Linked DNA regions of Danio rerio: region 1 is linked to region 2. Evidence: chromatin contacts called from public Hi-C data. All regions are on one chromosome and are shown on one strand. Each heading gives the region's core, a stretch centred on a gene start, on an enhancer-like site or on the middle of the called end of the contact. The rest is flanking DNA. Distances are from core to core; before and after follow the strand shown.

Region 1 (2,822 bases), core at 98-2,597, 430 kb before region 2:
AAGGTGAATTTATAGTTGCTATGGTAACAAAAACCTAATCTGTTGGTGATGATTCTATAGTTGCTATGGTTACAGCTACAGTAATTCATCTGTTGTGATTTCATGGTTGCTATGGTAACTAAAACTATAGTAGTTAATCTGTTGTGGTGATTCTATAGTTGCTATGGATTCTATAGTTGCTATGGTAACACAATAACTACATAAACAGTTTCCTGTGACTGTAGGGTATATTATACATCAATACACCACAGTTTCCTGTAGTGAAGACTAAAGTATGCTACAGTATTTATTACGGTTTATCAGTTCACTATACTGTAGTTAGTAGTGCAGTATGCTGGAGCATGTGTTAATAAAGAGTTGCTATAGGAAATGCTATAGTATAATATAATAACACACCTGACTATAGTATGGTTGTAAATAACTACAGTATTTATTATAAAGCACTACAGTATTGTTCATGTGGGTGACAGCAGCTCCAAGTGCTCTTGAGCGTCACTTTCTGAATGCCTTGATTCTAGAGATCAGACTGAAGCTCATCATTTGCAGACGAATGAAGGATTTGAAACTTGACTTTTGTCCACACTTTAGCACATAATACTGCCTGAAGATGGATGTTAATCATTAATCTTCATCTGCTCCCGTTCCTCTGGGCTGTTAGAGGCTGAGAGTAACACTGGTTCTGATGTACTGTGTGTGATTTCTGTTTTCCGACACAGCAAATGTACAGACCTTTTTCTAATAAAATGGATCTTGTCATATTTATTCCTCTGTGTCTAATGGAGTTCAGAAAGACATTAAATTACACATTCAATTGTATTTTATTAACCTCTCGCCCTCACAGTAATGTCAAACCCGTAACCACAACAAGAATTAATTATTTATTCAATTACACATTAAATTCTATTTTATTAATATCTACTCCAACCCTAATCCCTCACAGTGATGTAAATACAGTATTTATAACAAGAATTATTTATATTATTTACTAAAATACACATTAAATTATATTTATTAATGTCTACCCCTGCCCTAACCCCTCACAGTGATGTAAAACAGTCATAATACAGATTATTATTCAAGTTAATTATTAAATTGCCCATTTAATTGTATTTTATTTACATCTACCTCTGCCCCAACCCCTCACGTGAATATAACGAGAAATATTTATTAATTAATTATATATTATATTTTATGAACATCTACCCCTCAGAGTAACGTAAAAGCAGTCATTATAGCCAGAAATATTTATTAAATTACCCATTAAATTATATTTCATCAACGTCTACTCCTCACAGAAACGTAAAACGTAATAACATTACAGGACTTTTATTGTGTGGCGCCATGTCACTTCCTGTACTCCGCGATCTCTATGGTGACTGGCTGATTGACGGCTGAGAGAGACGCGTCCAGCTCCGCTCATGTTCGTTTATTTAAGTTAGTTTAGTTTGATTAATTGGTGTAGTTAATTAAGTTTACAGTGTTCATCATGGCGAAGACTGACGGCAGCTCGTTCTTCAGGAGGACCAGTGTGTTCTGGATGCTGACGGTGAGCCTCGCGCTGGCCTTTTACACGGTAAGAGAAAACTTGATCAATTATTCAGCAGAAGCAGCCAAACTGAGGATAAACTGACCCACAACATGCCCGAGCTGTGCATACCGTCAGCGTGCTTGAGCTGTGTAGATGATCTGAGAATTCATGAAGAGAAGAAGGAGTGAACTTTACCACAGTGCCAAAGTTTACTACAGTACACACACACACACACACACACACACACACACACACACACACACTGCACGAGGGGTCAAAGTCCCGCTGAACACATTTATATGCCTGTATATATTCGTGTGTAATGATACACATACAGAACTGTGTGGGTTATTTAAGAATTGTAATCAGGTATTAATTACAAATAACTTAAAATGTGTAATCAGTAATATCATCGCTCAGATTAAACATGAGGTAATCTACTTTTCTCTAGACTACCTTTGGATTGCTTTTAAATTACTTTTGTGCTAACACTTACTTTTGTGCTACATGATGAAAACGAGTTAGTCCTATAATCTTTTAGATTACTCATTTAAAGTAATTGAATACTTTTGGATTACATTTAGATTACTTTTGTGTTAGAATTACTTCTGCTTGTTTACATGGCAAAAAAGGTATCAGTAATATAATCTCTCAGATTTCACATTTATGATAAAGTAATTGGATTACTTTTGGATTACATTTAGACTACTTTTGTGTTAACCATTGTTTGATTACATGGCAAAAAATAATCAGTAATATAATCTCTCAGATTACACATTTAAAGTAATCTGACTACCTTCGGATTACATTTGGATTACTTTTGTGCTAACACTTATTTGATTATATGATAAAAACTGTAATCAATAATAATCTCTCAGATTGTACATTTATGGTAAAGTAGTTGGATTACTTTTGGATTACATTTAGATTACTTTCGTGTTAGGATTGTTTGGTTACATGGGAAAACTATAATCAGTAATATAATCTCTCTGATTGCACATTTATAGTAATATAATCTGACTACTTTTGAATTACGTTTGGATTACTTTTGCACTAACCCTTGTTTGATTACATGGTAAAAAGTGTAATCAGTAATATAATCTCTCAGATTACACATTTAAATTAATTTGACTATTTTTGGATTACATTTAGATTACTTTTGTGTTACCATTGTTTGATGACATGACAAAAAAGTAATCGGTAATCTAATCTTTAAGACTACTCGTTTAAAGTAACCTGACTACTTTTAGATTACATTTGGATTACTTTTTGCACAAACCCTTATTTGATTATG
Region 2 (2,700 bases), core at 192-2,691:
TAACAACACATTTTTATTTAGAGCGTACATGTAATTAAGAGCAAATATTTGTTTCCTATTTTAAAGTAATTAAAAAGTTGAGCAGGGTTTTCGTAAAGCAAAGGCCTAAATGTGTCCTAATGACAACAAAATTGTTAGGAAAACATTATTAGTTATCCGCAATTATCCGCGTCCTAAATTAACGGTGCGACCTCTCATCTCTCTGCTTTGCAAACTTATTGGTGGTTTTCAGCTGTGAGAAGTTAAGTCTTAGATTGATCTGGGAGTTTTGTGTTTACCTTGACTTGGCTCTCGGTCATTCCCAGAGAATAGGCGAGTCTGGCTCTCTCCGGACCGGCCAGATATTTGGTCTGCTCGAAGGTTTTCTCCAGTGCGAAAATCTGCTGTCCTGAAAAAGTCGGTCTGGAATGTTTCTTCTTGCCATCTTTGTCCAGCATCATGTTTGCTTGGGCTGAAGAAGAAGAAAAAAACGAGACACGGTCAGCTAATAAACCCACTCAACTTCATGAGAGATTGCGCTGTCATGTCACTGAGAGCCAACAAGTGTCAAACACCACACTCTGTAAATAAAAACATGCTGGTTAAAATATGAACAAAACCGACTTCTCGGCTAGTTTAGGCAATTAACGCATAGCGCAGATTTAACGCACTGGTTGCATTTGTGGACATTTCGCAATAAATGTGGGTTTAAATAACACAGCGTTTTAAAAAAGTACAATAAAATATTCCAACTCGAGGATCTAAGCTTGATTTCGATCAAGCGCGCAAAACTCACCCGCACAGGGAACCCGCGGGTCTCTCCACGGCGAGCCTTGCATCATTCCCGGCCAGAATATGGGCGCCCGCCCGGGCAGCTCCGTCAGCGGTTTGGGGTATCTAGAAACGGCCGCCGGGTTGAAGTACATCCCGGCTGAAGTGGCCAATCCGTTGATCCTAGGGAAACCCGAGAGCAGCTGTCCTGCAGTGGTGATGGGTCTGCCCAAAATATCGCTTATTCCATGAGGCGTCCCCAGCGGGATCTGAGAGTTCAGGTTGCCGAGAGAAGGAGCCTTGAAGCCGGCGGGACTCTGCAGAGCGTACGGGAATAAAGAGGTCTTCATCTCGGTCATGTTGTGCAGCGCAGCCAGTGGAGTGCTGCCCAGGACGAACGCACTCTGCCGGTTACTATCCATCTGTCCCACCGCTAACATTGGTGCGCCGGAGCCACAGGACAAACCGCGGAGAAACAAAAACCAAGAACACAGCACACACAAAGTACAGCAAATAAAGTTTGACAGCTCATCCAACTGAACTTTCAACTGGAGGCGAAACTTTGCAAATGTTTCCCACGCGCGAGTGAGTTTCCGGAGCGCAATCCAATCGGCGGTGTTCGGCAGATCTGACGGCCGCTTCGAGTGCAGCGTGTTCCCCGCATCTGAGGTGCGATTCCCCGGTCAATGCGCTCCGGCAGCGACGACGAGCTGATAACCTCGCCGCCACCTGCGAGCGCGACTCCCCTATTGGAAGACTCTAAGTGACGCCACGCTGTGATTGGAGGACGCGCGGCGGGGAATTTGCATGCGCGCAAACGCCACAAAGCCGCACTCCATCAAGCTCGTATTGAAGCGGCATTAATGACGCGTCGCACTGTAGAAATCATTGTTTCTGCGTTTGACACAATAGACGCGTTTACTTTATGACGCCGGTGGCAGAGTAAGTACATTAACCTCATACAGCTGTGTCTAATCATATTAATAAGCGCTCGGTCGTTTGTTTAGCTTAGTCCATATACTGATGTTTAACAGATAATTAGCGCTCGCATATCCATCCATCGCGTTAGATGCAGTAGATAGTAATAAAGTGCGATTAAAGTATCGCGTCTTATTACTTCGCATCGTGCGTGTTTTTTTAAACATCAATATTGCATGGGGAAAATAGGCTATTATTTAATCGCGTCCTCTGTTTTGTATATCTCAGGTTATTATCAAACGAATAACTTAATATTTGCATGTTTAACATATTGCAATCTTTTATTTCAGTCTAAGTTTTAAAAGCAGACGAGTTGTTACTAAACCACTACTCAATTAATCATTTAAAATAATGTATAACACGAGTTGTTTGGTGTATAATTTAACGCATCCATTAGCGCGTGTTTTTCCCCATGCAGGGTGTTTTTATTATCAGTTTTAATCTTAATATATGCTGATAATATCTGATTCTCCACTGCATTTCTTTTCTTCTGCTCTGAGATCATTCATTCCTTCATTTAGCCGAGCTGATGTAGTACATTGGCATTGTTAAAACAACAATGCCGCATTTCTCCGCGATCTCTCCGTGATCTTGACTGGAGTGTTTTCTGCTGTGTGTTTTGTGGAGACAGACAGAGATCATCTGTTTAAGTGCAGCGCTCATGTTTTATGGATCTGCGGGGATGAAATATGACCGTGGCGAATTTAAAAGGGTTCAACATTATTTAGACCTTCATCAAAACAACGAGAAAGCAGAAACGCGCCGTGTGAAATATGACGATGACTTTACACATTTTCCATTAAAACAATACGAGCTTAAATGACATAAATAACAATCCAGTTATTTATTCATTCTGTGGGTTAACAGATAAAATGATTGCGACAATGCGGGTTTTGCGGATATTATCTAGCCTATATTTGTTTTACATTTATAAACTTATTCATTAATATAGTGACTATTTTTTAAATGTGT

The links. Hi-C and Micro-C count contacts between places; a contact is called where the count stands out from the background.
Region 1: a contact with region 2 is called in a Hi-C map of hematopoietic stem cells, with 2.4 times the contacts expected there. The contact joins the promoter of tmem254 here to the promoter of nkx6.2 in region 2. A contact is called at or near these places in 3 of 18 Hi-C or Micro-C datasets (caudal fin, hematopoietic stem cells and an unstated tissue).

What each region holds. Positions count from the first base shown.
Region 1 is chr13:56,298,495-56,301,316 of GRCz12tu, reverse strand. tmem254 (transmembrane protein 254) reads left to right here and starts at 1,347. Exons shown (of 4, transcript NM_200370.2): 1 at 1,347-1,573. The coding sequence starts at 1,487.
Region 2 is chr13:55,870,025-55,872,724 of GRCz12tu, reverse strand. nkx6.2 (NK6 homeobox 2) reads right to left here and starts at 1,441. Exons shown (of 3, transcript NM_001135784.2): 1 at 776-1,441; 2 at 279-451. The coding sequence starts at 1,190.